3 separate regions of the Mus musculus genome follow, and all the other regions are linked to region 2. Evidence: chromatin contacts called from public Hi-C and capture Hi-C data. All regions are on one chromosome and are shown on one strand. Each heading gives the region's core, a stretch centred on a gene start, on an enhancer-like site or on the middle of the called end of the contact. The rest is flanking DNA. Distances are from core to core; before and after follow the strand shown. Region 1 holds the start of Tap2 (transporter 2, ATP-binding cassette, sub-family B (MDR/TAP)). Region 2 holds the start of Dxo (decapping exoribonuclease). Region 3 has its middle 7.2 kb from the start of BC051537.

Region 1 (4,738 bases), core at 489-2,988, 630 kb before region 2:
GCTCAACATAGGAGTACACAACACAGGCATGCTCAGGACAGGCATGCTCAGGGCAGGGGTACTCAGGACAGGAGTGCTCAGGGCAGGATTACTCAGCACAGGAGTGCTCAGTGCAGGAATACTTGGTGCAGGAGTGCTCAGCTCAGGAGTGTTCAGGACAGGAGTGCTCAGGATAGGAGTGCTCAGGTCAGGAATGCTCAGCGCAGGAGTACTCAGCACATGCATGCTCAGGGCAGGAGTACTCAACACAGGCATGCTCAAGACAGGAGTGCTCAGGGCAGGAGTACTCAGGACAAGAGTGCTCAGAGCAGGAGTACTCAGGACAGGAGTGCTCAGGGCAGGAGTGTTCAGGGCACAGCACAGGAGTACTCAGCACAGTGCTCAGTGCAGGCATGCTCAGTGCAGGAGTACTCAGGACAAGAGTACTCAGTACAGAGTGTTTGGTGTAGGAGTGCTGAGTGCAGGAGTGCTCAGTGTAGCAGTGCTCAGTGCAGGAGTGCTCAGGGCAGGAGAGTTCAGCGCATGAGTGCTCCGTGCAGGAGTGGTCAAGAGCCAGGTCAGGGGTTAGAGGACTCTGAGATCCAGACAGCCAGATGGGAGCCTTCTCCACCTGGGGTAGCCCTAAAGTCCAGAGAGATAGGCATAGCCATGTAGGCCTGCTTTAAGGCCACCCCCAGCCCCCCCCCCGCCCTCAACATTTGACCTTCAAGTGACTCATGGGTAGTCACACCAGCATGTCTAAGGGGATTTTTTTTCCTTTATAGGTAGTTTCAGCCCGCAGAGTCATTTCTCCTTGTAGTGCCCTGGTGGTGGGGTGTGGTGATGAGCAGCATGGTTGATTTTCATGTCTGAGAATGGAACCTGGTGCCTCACCATGCTCTGTGAGGGCTCTTCCCTGGAGCCCAGAAGGGTGATTTCCGCAATGAACTGGGCTCTGGGGAGGAGGCCGGGTTCCCTCTTTGATGGTGTTAGCCTACAGCCTACTCTGACTACCTCACAAGCAGCAGGCCCTGGCACTGACCCAGGGCCCTCACTGCAAGTGCGGTGTGCTGCGAAGAAAGTCTGAGGACAAAGGGCCAGAGCCTCTGGGTTCAAAATCTGTGAAAGGGAACCTTTGGCCTGCTGATAGGAGCTGAGGCCTTCTTGTAAGCCCTAGTTTTACCCCAGACCCCAACTCTTGAGCTTACCTGGAAAAACAAACAAGCCCTCAAGCCTCTCTTCTCTTCCACCCTCCGTCCTTCTCTCTCCTCTCTTCCTTTTTCCAAAGGTGGGACACCTGTGTGGTCTGCTGACTGGGAGGGACCTGAAGTCACTCCCTCCTCCATTTTCCTCCCTCCCCTTCCTTCCGTCCACGACCATTCTCTTCCCTCGCCTTTCTCCTTCTCCTATGCTCTTTTCTGCCCTTTACTCCTCCTCCTCTTTCCCCTTCCTCAAACCTACTGGCAGCGAACCCTGGGCTCAGGCAAGTTTTCTCAACATCTGAACTATAGTCCCAGTTTAACCGGCGCTTCTTAAAACATGCTCGGAGGTCGGAGAAATGCAGGGTTTTTTCGTTTTTTTTTTTTGTTTGTTTTGTTTTTTTTTGTTTTTGTTTTTGTTTTTTTTTCCTTTTCAAAGCATCTCAGACCCTCAAGAGTTTTGCTAGTAGCGGCCTTGGAGGGCGAGCCTTTTTGGGAACCTGGGGCGCTCAACCCACCCGCAAATTGACAGGCGCCATCTGCTGGCGGCTGTGCGCAGCACCGCGACCACGGCAGTGAAGTGAAAGCGAAAGCCGCGGGACCCAGGCGCGCTCCCCGCGAGGGCGTCGCTGCGCACCCAGGAGATCCAGTTTGAGAAGAAGCAGATTCCAGAAGCTCTCCTGAGCTGCCGCTCCGCAGCCGCAGGTGAGTTCTTTTGGATAGAACCCGAGAGTTAGCAGGAGTGCGGCCCATTCCCAAACCCTTGGCGTCATCATCCGGTTCCCCACTCCTCGTCCCCTGTCTTGGGTCTTCTGCCGCTTACTCCCTGCCCCGTGTCCTCTGCTCCGTGCCCCTGCCCCACCCAGTGTCCCAGGTCCCCTGTCCCTCACCCCTTGCCCAAGGTCCTCTGCCCCACCCCCTTGCCCTGCGTCCCCGGTCTTCCGTCGGGCGCCGCCGGCCCAGCGCCCCTACTCAGAACCTTCTGTCCCAAGCCATCTAAGGCTACCGAACCCACCCGCATCCCGCCCCTGCACCGGGTCTCCTGGCTCTTAAAGACCCGAGGAATGGGGGCAGTGTGTCTTCTTGGGCTAACACCAACAAACTTCAGGGAGATGGATGTGGTGGCAGCAGACCGCCCCCTCCCCCACCCCCACCCCCGTGCTGTGTGTCTGAGTGTCTGTGTGTCTGTGTGACTGTGTGTGAGAATAATGCAGCCTTCCCAGCTCCGTCAGACAGTCAGTCCTAGGAGAGACTTATCTAGGAGGGGGTCTTTCCGGTGAACAAGAAGCCTCAGGGTGGATTTGGGGCAGGAGGCTCGTAACCAGGGTTGGAACTCCACAGACCTCATTTCTCCCTTTCTTTCCGCAGAACCCACCATGGCGCTGTCCTACCTGAGGCCCTGGGTCTCTCTGCTGCTGGCGGACATGGCTTTACTTGGGTTGCTACAAGGATCTCTGGGAAATCTGCTTCCCCAGGGGCTGCCAGGACTCTGGATAGAGGGCACCCTGCGACTTGGAGTGCTGTGGGGACTGCTAAAAGTGGGAGAGCTGCTGGGACTTGTGGGGACCCTTCTGCCCTTGCTCTGCCTTGCCACTCCCCTGTTTTTCTCGCTAAGAGCTCTGGTGGGAGGCACCGCGAGCACCTCAGTAGTCCGAGTGGCTTCTGCCTCTTGGGGCTGGCTGCTGGCTGGCTATGGGGCTGTTGCGCTGAGCTGGGCCGTGTGGGCTGTGCTGAGCCCGGCTGGAGTCCAGGAGAAGGAACCAGGCCAGGAGAACAGAACACTGATGAAGCGGTTGCTGAAGCTGTCCAGGCCGGACCTGCCTTTCCTCATAGCTGCCTTCTTCTTCCTTGTGGTGGCTGTGTGGGGTGAGAGGAAGAGACCACTGTGAGAGGGAGGTGGGAGAAGGGCCTTGCCAGGGCACAGCCTCCTTATCTTTCTTGCCTCTTTCAGGGGAGACATTAATCCCTCGCTATTCGGGTCGTGTAATTGACATCCTGGGAGGTGATTTCGACCCCGACGCCTTTGCAAGCGCCATCTTTTTCATGTGCCTGTTCTCTGTTGGGAGGTGAGAGATGATTGGCTTCAGGTCCCTGTAGTAGATGCGACTGGACAGGAACTGACTTTGCACAAGGCACAAATTATGTATACAGAGTTCTGCCTGCATGTACACCTACAGGCCAGAAGTGGGCACCATATCCCAGTATAGATGACGGTGAGCCACCAGGAGGTCTCTGGGAATTAAACTCAGGACCTATAGGAAGAGCAGCCAGTGCTCTTAACTTTTGAGTCATCTCTCCAGCCTGCCTTTGACTCTTTTTATCCGGACCCAGGAGCCTGCAATCTCAAGTAAACAAATAAAAATGGGGCTGCTTGGCTGGGCTTTGACTAGGATAAGAGGACCCAGATACAGAGAGTGCAGGATCTCTCTCTCTCCCTAGTCTTTCATTAGGCCTCCATTCTAGTTTTGCTGGTTTTGTTTCGTCTTTTCTCTTGTGGACTCCTTATGGACTCCTTGTGGACTCCCGACTCAGGCTTTATGTCTCTTAGGTATCCCTGTAGCTTTGACTATTGTGGTTCATACTGATCTCTTTCTGCAATTAGCATCTATGAACCTCCCTTCTACCTTTGGATCTACTCTGTCTTCTTTGGAGGATTTTCCTGTTGTAGATCCTTAGGTGTGGCCCGTTCTCAGGTATGTCCTTTTCTAAACTATGCACTGTCTTTCTTTTGTGGTCAAGGGTAGGCATGTGCACTAGAGGCCCAAGGACAGCTTGCTGGAGTCAGCCCTGTCCTTCCACTGTGTGGGGTGCAGAGATGGAACTCACACACGGTGGCAAGTGCCTTTATCACCTGAGATGCACCACACAGTGCACTTTGATTTCTTAAAAATATTCTTCCTTCGGTGGAGGGAGCAACAGTGTCAATTGGCCAGACCAGACCACCCCCCCCCCCAGCTCCTGGGCACTGGACCACCAATCAAAGAATACCCATGGCTCCGGCCGCATATGTGGCAGAGGATAGCCTTGTTGGACATCAGTAGGAGGAGAGGCCCTTGGACCTGAGGGTGTTCAATGCCCCAGTGTAGGGGAATGCCAGGAAGGGAAAGACAGGAGTGGGTGGGTGGGGGAGCACCCTCATAGAGGCAGGGGGACGGGGGATGAGATGGGGGGTTCTGAAGGGGAGACCTGGGAATGTAAATAAAAAAAAATCCACTAAAAAAAGAAGCAAAAGAAAGAAAGAACAAGAAGAAAAGAGAGAGAGAGAAAAAAGGAAAGACAAAAACAAAACAAAACAAAACAAAACAAAACAAAACAAAACAAAAAAGCCGGGCAGTGGTGGTGCACACCTTTAATCCCAGCACTTGGGAGGCAGAGGCAGGCGGATTTCTGAGTTCGAGGCCAGCCTGGTCTACAAAGTGAGTTCCAGGACAGCCAGAGCTATACAGAGAAACCCTGTCTCAAAAAACCAAAAAAAAAAAAAAAAAAAAAAAAAAAAAGGAAAAACTATTCTTCCCTCTGCTGGATCAGGTTCTTATGGCAGATGATTTTCAGATGCAGTT
Region 2 (4,610 bases), core at 1,585-4,084:
GATGGTAAAGACACTGATTCATAACTGGTCACTCCACGCTGTAAGCTCTCCCACTACACCTTAGCAAGATGTACGACTACATGAAGTTCAAACGACTTAAAATAATGCTGCTAATGCTGACGTGTTAAAAAAAAAAACAAGATGAGAAACTACTGGTAGGAAATTCTAAAAAGACATAGCAGGCTTAGGGCTGGTGGGATGTTTCAGTGGGTCAGGTGGCCTGCTGCTGAGCCCCAGGGCTTGAGTCAGCCCCTGAGATCCACGTGATGGGAGGAGGGAATTCAACCACACAATACCCTCTGACTTCTACACACACATGGTGGCATGTACACATGAACTTGCACATGCACACATATAATTTGGAAATAGAACATTAATAGGTAGCCCAAGCTGGCCTTAAGCTCACAGAGATCTGTCTGCCTTTACCTCTAGAGCAATGGGATTAAAGCCATATGGCAGTACACATGGCCAAAAATAATAATCAAATTTAAAATAATCATAAAAAAGATATAGGCTTAAATATGTCCCAGTCAGTCACCGTGGTGCATAGCTTTAATCTCAGCGCTCAGGAGGCAGAGGTAGGTGGGTCTCTATGAGTTCAAGGGTAGCCTGGTCTACAGACTGAGTTCCAGGTCATCTAGTGCTGCATAATAAGACCCATAAAAAGAAAAAAAAAAAAAAAAGTCCCAGTAGAGAATTTAAAACTGAGAAATGAAGACAATAAACTAAGACTTCAATGAGTGTGAAATACTTTAGTACAGCTGAATAAAAGACTATCGATCTGGGGTGGGAGCAATGCTCGGTGGCAGAGTAATTCCTGCTCTTGCAGAGCTCCCACATTCAGTTCCTAGCTCCCACATCTGGTGGCTCACAACCACCTGTAACTTGTACCTCCCCAGCTCCAGGGATCAAGTGCCATCTTCTGGCATCTGAGAGTGCAAACCCACATGTACACACACCCATGCTCACAAGCACATAGCCACAAGCAAATGAAATTAAGCTTTCTGAACAGATTATTAATCTAAGATGAAACTAAACAGTACAATTATAAAAGAAAGCCCAAAACTATTGAACATGGAAGTGTCTGAAGGGGTTCAAAGAGAAGATGTCTATGTAATTTCAGTGCCAGAAGAAAGCAATGAGAGAGGACAAGAGAAATTTCTTAGAGCTGGTGACAGGGCTGAGGAGGTGACTCTGCTGTCAAGTCTGCTGACCCAAGTTCAATCCTCCCCTCTCCAAAGAAAGAAGAGACTCCCTCTAGTTAACCTTCTGACTACTGTAAACCCCAGCATTAGGGAGATGAAAGCAGGAGAATATCAAGTTTAAGGCAGTCTGGGCTACAAATTAAGACCTTGTCTTAAAACAAAACTTGTGCAACTCTGAAAGCTTTTTGTTTAAAGAAAAAAAAAAAAACAGTTATAGAAAAGGAAGCACAGGGGCCATGGCCTGAGGAGGAGGTCAGAAGTCACCTGCAGGAATCAAGGTCAGAAACTCTGTAACAATATAAGGACAAAGCTAAGCAAGAAGGATCTGTGACAGCCTCTAAGGAGGAACTGCCCTAGTTAAAAGGAGCCCAGAGAGGTATGTAGCAGCAGAGAGCCGTTCACAGTGTTCTGACCTTCAACTCAGGCAGAGGTCTGAGAGTTCCTATAAAACAGAGACTGAAATCTGCCCACTGTGGATTTTTTTTGTGTGAAGAGACATGGCCCTGGCTTTCAATCGCCTTCTAAACTTGGCCACGAGGTTACATCACTCCTCTAGTCTCCCTAAGTATCTCATTTAGCCCCTATGCCTTGTGCACCACAGCCTAGAATGATCTGCAGCGTCATAGCCCACTGTCTCATACATCTATAATCTGCAACTCAGTGTACGCACATCAGGCAAGCAGCTACTCGGTGCCTCCCTCCTCTAGTCAATCCCCTAATCACTAACTGATCACTTGGGAAATCTGGGAATTAACACTAGACTCATCTCTCTCCTTCAGTCAATCTCTCTCACCGGTGACCTTCAGTACACCTTTGTCCGCGCTCACTAACCTTCTCTAACAGCCATCACCTGTCAGATGTGACATCTGCCTGCAGTTCCAAACCCCTGGGATTTGCTCTGCATTTGCCTTGGCCTAACGCCTGCTGACGGACGACTGAGTGTCTGAGCGACAGGGACTTGGCGAGTGCCCTCGAGGCTGCGGGTCGGAGGGCCGGGGCTGGTGGGGGGGGGACACGCCAAAGGTCTCCAAGGTGCTCACCAGTTGTAGGTCGGCCACCGTCCGGTCTGGCACCAGACTGTACACTTGGCTCCTCAGCGCGATGGGCGGCAGCGCATCCTCGAACAGCCCCCGGGGAAACAGCTTCACGAGCTCCTCGATGGCCTCGCGCGCCGAGCCTGTGGTGGAGCAAGCGCGTGGTCAGGTCCGGGTGGAGAGCGAGGGTGGAGACAGCGCGGAGGTTCGGACGCCCCAGCCCTCAGAGTCGCTGCCCAGCGCCTGGGTTGCCATGGTTACTACCCTAGGTCCTCCTCCTCCTCCTCCTCCTCCCCCCCCTCCTCCAAGGGTGGATACCCTCGGGCTTTCCGCGCCCAGGTTGCCATGGTTACCTGCTCTTGTTCTTAAAGGATCCGCTCTCACGGGCCCCGGCGCCCGCCTCCGCTTCACCCCAAAAGCCTCAGACGCCAGGAGCCGTCTCTTGCGATTCATAACCCGGATTTCAGGATTCCGGGAAAGGAGTCCCGAAGACCGCGTCTTCCGGCACAGAATAATGACGACGGGCCCTCTGGCTGGTCGTCTGAGTTTGATGACGAAGGCAGCCTCACTTCCGTCGCCCGCACCGCTGCTGATTGGCTCCCGACCAGAGCGCTCACTGGGGCGCGCCGAGGCGCGAGTGGCCCGCCTGGGTTCCCGCTCCGGTGCAGACGGACCTCGCCCACTCCGACGCTGAGGGCGGATGAGAGCGTCATCAGAAACAGCAACTCCGTGTTTGCATCCTTCTCCGGCTTCTGACGTGCGGCCCTGACGCCGTAGCCTCGAGGAGGTGGAGGTCGGTCAGGGTGGGGAGCTTTGAGGTAACCAAGTCTTAGCTTCAACCCCCAAACTCCTCAAGCTCGCCGCGTTCGTTGGTCCGTGGGTGGGAACGAGGCGCCCGGCTCCTGACACGCAGAGCCCAAACCTGGAAGCTCACTCGCTCCTTATCCACTGGAAACGCTTTCCTCGCAGGACCTCATGGAACCCAGAGGGACTAAGAGAAAAGCGGAGAAGACAGAGGTGGAAAAGCCTTTGCACAAACTCCCCCGGGCAGTCCCTTTACTGCGGACACAGCCCTCTCTGTACTCGGGACCCTTCCCGTTCTACCGGCGTCCATCCGAACTGGGCTGCTTCTCCCTGGACGCACAACGCCAGTACCATGGAGATGCCCGAGCCCTCCGCTACTACAGCCCCCCTCCCATCAACGGCCCAGGCCCGGACTTTGACCTCAGAGATGGATACCCTGACCGATACCAGCCCCGGGACGAGGAAGTCCAAGAGAGGTTGGACCATTTGCTGCGCTGGGTCCTGGAACACCGGAACCAGCTGGAGGGGTGAGCCCGGTGCAACGCAGAAGCTGACCTGGTGACCCGGCTTTCTCTTCTGAAGTTGGGAAAGCCAAATGGTCTTTAGTGGGGACTTTGAGTCAACAGAAGTAAAACTCGAGTCAGACCATAAACCCCGCATTCTTCCCTCCCAGGGGTCCCGGCTGGCTGGCAGGGGCCACGGTGACATGGAGAGGGCACCTGACAAAATTGCTGACCACGCCGTATGAGCGGCAGGAGGGCTGGCAGCTGGCAGCCTCCCGGTTCCAAGGGACACTGTACCTAAGTGAGGTGGAGACCCCGGCTGCTCGGGCCCAGAGGCTTGCACGGCCACCCCTCCTCCGGGAGCTCATGTACATGGGCTACAAATTTGAGCAGTACATGTGCGCAGGTGAGAGTCGTCGCAGCCGTGCGGTCCCTCTCCCCTTCCACAGAGGTCGAGATCCCCTTCCTCTGCTGCTGCCTTCTCTTCTTGTGCAGACAAACCCGGAGGCTCCCCAGACCCCTCTGGGGAAGTTAACACCAACGTGGCCTACTGCTCTGTGCTACGCAGCCGCCTGGGAAACCACCCTCTCCTGTTCTCCGGGGAGGTAGACTGCCTGAACCCCCAGGCTCCTTGCACACAGCCTCCCTCCTGCTACGTGGAGCTCAAGACATCCAAGGAGATGCACAGCCCTGGCCAGTGGAGGAGCTTTTACAGGTTCTGGCCGGGGCCGGGACTGACGGGGGGGGGGGTTGGGGGGGGGTTGGGGGGGGTTGGGGGGGGTGGAGGGTCCTGCTGACCCTTTGCCTCTCCCGTCAGACACAAGTTGCTGAAATGGTGGGCTCAGTCGTTCCTCCCGGGGGTCCCACATGTTGTTGCCGGCTTCCGGAACCCAGAAGGTTTCGTCTGTTCCTTAAAGACCTTTCCTACCATGGAGATGTTTGAAAATGTCAGGGTAAGGCAGGTGTCAGAGTGGCCATCTGTTTCCCCACCCCCTGTACCAAGTCCTCAGACCCAGTGCCCCTTTGCCACCTGCCTTTTCCTCTTTCCACCCCCAGTCTTCTGC
Region 3 (4,541 bases), core at 431-2,930, 740 kb before region 2:
GGAAACACTTGGATTTATTTTTCACATTGCCGTTTCCGGGATATGAGGCAGGAGGAGCCTTTGGTAAGAGGTGGTCCTGCAAAGGTGTAGCCGGCCTTGTCCCCTGTCTCCCCTGGGGCTCCTTGGGTGCAGGGGGTGGGGCAGCGGGTTCTTAAGACCTACAGACTGTAGTGCACTCTAGGCTAGGAGAATCCCCCTAGCTGCCTTGTGTTCCAGTACCCTTACCCATATTTGGGACAGCTGATGTAGTTAGTAGTTAGCAGGGGAAATTTGGGAGATTCAAAGCCAGAAGAGGAAGGGTCTCTGAGATGACATCACTGTTGCCTTGTGCCAGAAGCCTAAATCCAAGGAAAGATCAAGGAGAAGTGTTATTCTGCCTTACAGGCCCCCAGTCTCTTTCCTCACAACCACCATCACTTTATATAGGAGGAAAGGCCCATTCACATGACTTAGCTTTCAGACAGACAGCATGGCTGTCAAGCTCTGTGTGAGGGCTAGGTGCACCTATCCCCTGCACCCCTGCTACCCATAGCAAATGGAGTCACCATGACGGTAGGACACATAGCAGCAGTGCTGGCAAAGGCCCAGGATGTTTGTCCCTTCCTGAACGTGACTCCTGTTGGCAGGCTCAGCAGGAATGGATGGGAAGAAATGGGTGACATTGGAAACTGTCAGGTCCTGGAGTCACCAGGGAGATCTGAATGCACTTCCTTCATCCGTCTCATCTGTGATGTCCCCTTGTCAGACTTCTTAGAATAGCCACTAAGGCTGGCTCTGCCCCTCACATCCCTTCACCACATTTGGGACTCTGACTCGGGCAGTTTGGGATTTGGCTTCATCTTGTGGTTCAAGATCACTGTAGGTACTGACTGCCTTCAGTAGAGGTAATCCTGGTCTCAGAGACACCTCTTGGTATACCTGTTGCCTGAAAACTACCTGCCTACACCAGTCAGACCTAGTTTCCATCCTCCAACCCCCCTCTTTTTCAGACTTTTAGCATAGTCTGTTCCAGGTCCCCTCTTACACTCTGCCTGGAAACAGTCATCACAGCCTTCGTGTGTTCAGGATGTCATACCCACGAGGTGGTGTCTCATAGCCCCTCCTCAACCCCAGCCTCAGGCTCTTACCTTAGTCTTTCTGTCCCCGTTCCACCATGTCCCTTAGGCTTGGAGGGGGGGTAATATCAATGTCTCTCTTAGGGCTGAGCCATTAGCTGTCATTCGTTCCAGAACTTTGTCCAGTTAAGAGTATGTCCTGGCCATTGCCTACCATGAAAAGCATCTTCTCTGGCCACAGACGGGGCAGAACCAATCTGGCAACCTAAATGCAGTTTGAAAGCAGCTTTGCTCTAAGACCATTTAGCTGATGTTAGCAATAAATCCCCACCAGGGGGCGCTCGCGTGTGTAGCTCTAACTGTGAACTTGACACAGCATAGAATCAACCCACCAAGCCCGGGGACACAGGGCCATCCCAAGGCAGGTGGCCGCGCCTGTATATGAGAGCTGTGAGGCAGTAGGCAGCGTGCCTCTGTGGTTTCAGTTGGGAGCTCCAGTTTGAATTCCCGTTCTTACATCCCTCCATGACGGACAGTGGCCTTCAGGTACAAGCTGAAACAAAGTCTCTCCTCCCCAGGAGGCTTTTGATCACAACAGCAGGAAGAAAAGCAGAACAGGAACTGAGAGTGACGACAGTATCCGCCCTGTCTTGAGCGCTTCTCAGGGCTTCTTGGCCAGCAACACACAGGGAGAAAACCCACACTTGGCAATGGGATTTCGGCTTAGAGATCTATGGTTTCTGACGGGTGGCATTATTCATCTCTGCATGGTATAGCCAAGCCTTCAAAAATTAATTGTATCTTTTAGTTAGTTCATTAAGTGGTTGTATTATTATTATTATTATTATTAGTTTTGTTTTTCAGGACAGGGTTTCTCTGTGTAGCCCTGTTTGTCCTGGAACTCAATTTGTAGACCAGGCTGGCCTTGAACTCACAGAGATCTCCCTGCCTCTGCCTCCCGAGTGCTGGACTCACACCCCACCCATAAAGTCTTCTCATTTCCCTCATCCTCACTGCCATTCTCATCTCAACCTTTTTAGACCTATCACTCCCCCCTTTTCATATCACATGCAGTCCTCCTGCCCCTCTCCCCAGGAACACAGCCGGTGCCCACAGAGGACAGAGAACAGGTCAGATCCCCTGGGACTCCAATGACAGGTAGTTAGGAGTTGCCATATGGGTACTGGAAACTGAGTCCTAAGTTTATGGAAAAGCAGACAGTACTCTTAACTGCGGAACCATCTCTCCGGTCTCATAAATGTTTATTTTAATTGTATGTGCATATAAATACAAGTATAAACAAATATTAGAAAAGGCCAGAGGCATCAGACCCCTATGGAGCTAGAGTTATGAGCTGCTCTGTGTAGGTGCTGGGAATTACACTGGCAGCCATTGCAAGAGCAACGGATATTCGAGTACTATACCATGTCCTATTTATGAGTCCAAGATGAAGACTGGTTTGTTTTACTGAGACGGGGTCTCACTATGTATCTCTGGTTGGCCTGTAACTCTCCATCTAGACCATTCTAAGCTCTAATTCTGAGAAATTCCCCTGCTTCCACCTCCCATGTTCTGGTGTTAAAGGCGTGCAGGACCATTTCCAGATCAAATACAGTTCTTTAAAGTGTAGCACATCTTTACATCTTTATTGTTGGCATCCGTTGTAATGTTTCACTTTCACCTATGAGCCTACTAAACAGGGACTTTCCTTCCTTCTGTTTAATTTGGCTAACGGTTTGTCAACTTTGTTTATCTTTTTAAAGAACCAACTCTTGGTTGCTTTTTGTTTCGTTTTCATTCTCTTCATTTCTCTCCTGCGAATTTCCCTTCTACTGCCTTTGGATTAAGTTCACTCTTGTTTTCCTAATGTTTTAAGGTTCATGGTATCGCTTGGGACAGCTCTGCTTGGGACGGTTCTGCTTTTGTAGCGGGGGCAGAGTGGAAACCTTCCAATCAGGACAGCCTTCGTTTTTCTTTTTTCTATTCTAGTACTTTAATTTTTTTTCTTGATTTTTTTCAATGACCTACTCATCCAATCTCCAAGTTATTTTTTCTGTAGTTTTTCTTGTGGTTGATTCCTAGCTTCGTTCCAGAAAAGAATACAAATGGAAAACGGAGCAATTTACCTTTCTGTATGTGTGTAGACTTTCTTCTTTAGAGTAAGTCCTGTGGCCAGCTGAAAAGACTGAGTTCTGTGCTGTTTGGGTGGAGTGTTCTGTAGATGTCCTTCAACGCCTTTGCCTGGATGACCTGCCCCTTGTTGCCAGTGGGGTATTTATGTCACCCACTGTTTCACTTTTTATTTGGTAGTATTTGTTCTAGGAAACCGAGGGTACTGCTGGTTTTTCACACTTAGAGTTGGAATGCCAGCTTGAGGGATGGTTTCTAGCATCAGCATGGCGTGATCCTCCTCATTCCTTCTGATGGGTTTAGTCTGGAGCCTGTTTGGTCAGATATTGGAACAGGAACTCCGTTGCTTGTTGCTTGGGATTCCTATGCCCACCTTTCCTGCTTGATGCTCCAGTGTGATCCTTGTATGCAGCAAAAGGGAAGCTCCTGTGCTCTGAGCCGCTCTGCTGGTCTGTGTCTTTTGGATGGTGGACAGAGACCACTAAGATCCAGTTATTTAAAGGTGTGTGCTAATTGTCAATTTGCTGGGTTTTGTAGTGTGTGGTGTTTTCCCAATCCCCAATTATTGCTGTTAAGGTGTCTCATTTTTTAAAAAAAAATTTATTTTATTCTTTACATACATTACATCCTGTACTGGCTGGTTTTGTGTGTCAACTTGACACGGCTGGAGTTATCACAGAGAAAGGAGCTTCAGTTGAGGAAATGCCTCCATGAGATCCAACTGTAAGGCATTTTCTCAATTAGTGATCAAGGGGGAAAGGCCCCTTGTGGGTGGGACCATCTCTGGGCTGGTAGTCTTGGTTCTATAAGTGAGCAGGCTGAGCAAGCCAGGGGAAGCAAGGCAGTAAAGAACATCCCTCCATGGCCTCTGCATCAGCTCCTGCTTTCTGACCTGCTTGAGTTCCAGTCCTGACGTCCTTGGTGATGAACAGCAGTATGGAAGTGTAAGCCGAATAAACCCTTTCCTCCCCAACTTGCTTCTTGGTCATGATGTTTGTGCAGGAATAGAAACCCTGACTAAGACACATCCCAACCAAAGTTTCCCCTGCCTCCACTCTCCCACCAACCCCAAATCTATTAATCCCTGATACCAAACATGGCGTAACAAGTTACAATAAGACTAGGCACAAGCCCTCCTATCAGGGCTGAGCAAGGCAACTCGGTATGAGGAAAAGGATCCCTAAAAAGTCAGAGATGCCCTCACTCCTGATGTTATGGGTTGCAGAAGAGCGCCAAGCACACCACAAGAATACCACCTAACCAAAACATGTATGCAGAGGACCCAGCTCGGACCCTCATAGAGTTCATGAGTGTCGCTCCAGTCTCTGCAAGCCCCTATGAGCCCTGCTGAGTTGA

The links. A called contact is a pair of places that touch in the nucleus more often than the background predicts. Capture Hi-C pulls out chosen DNA fragments and counts their contacts.
Region 1: a contact with region 2 is called in a capture Hi-C map of embryonic stem cells, with 4 times the contacts expected there. The contact joins the promoter of Tap2 here to the promoter of Dxo in region 2. A contact is called at or near these places in 2 of 39 promoter capture datasets (hippocampal neurons and liver), 2 of 115 datasets of contacts at active chromatin or transcription factors (bone marrow-derived macrophages and large pre-B cells) and 3 of 9 other capture datasets (adipose tissue, embryonic stem cells and liver).
Region 3: a contact with region 2 is called in a Hi-C map of B cells, with 9 read pairs. The contact joins the enhancer-like site here to the promoter of Dxo in region 2. A contact is called at or near these places in 1 of 39 promoter capture datasets (hippocampal neurons), 2 of 484 Hi-C or Micro-C datasets (B cells and cortical neurons), 5 of 115 datasets of contacts at active chromatin or transcription factors (astrocytes, craniofacial prominence, embryonic forebrain and 2 more) and 2 of 9 other capture datasets (embryonic stem cells and liver).

The regions. Positions count from the first base shown.
Region 1 is chr17:34,202,741-34,207,478 of GRCm38.p6, forward strand. It overlaps Tap2 (transporter 2, ATP-binding cassette, sub-family B (MDR/TAP)), which reads left to right and starts at 1,739. Exons shown (of 12, transcript NM_011530.3): 1 at 1,739-1,883; 2 at 2,547-3,044; 3 at 3,130-3,244. The coding sequence starts at 2,555.
Region 2 is chr17:34,834,185-34,838,794 of GRCm38.p6, forward strand. It overlaps Dxo (decapping exoribonuclease), which reads left to right and starts at 2,835. Exons shown (of 7, transcript NM_001163770.1): 1 at 2,835-3,032; 2 at 3,209-3,570; 3 at 3,717-3,952; 4 at 4,042-4,261; 5 at 4,364-4,499. The coding sequence starts at 3,215. It overlaps Stk19 (serine/threonine kinase 19), which reads right to left and starts at 2,719. Exons shown (of 7, transcript NM_019442.3): 1 at 2,593-2,719; 2 at 2,246-2,382. The coding sequence starts at 2,692.
Region 3 is chr17:34,100,276-34,104,816 of GRCm38.p6, forward strand. No RefSeq gene overlaps it. Among named protein-coding and RNA genes, the nearest start is that of BC051537, 7.2 kb to the left of the region's middle. Within about 2 kb of position 1,681, at least 148 of the 459 cell types and tissues checked have an H3K27ac peak or open chromatin away from gene starts, as enhancers often do. A contact at or near this core is called in B cells and liver, where this site is marked.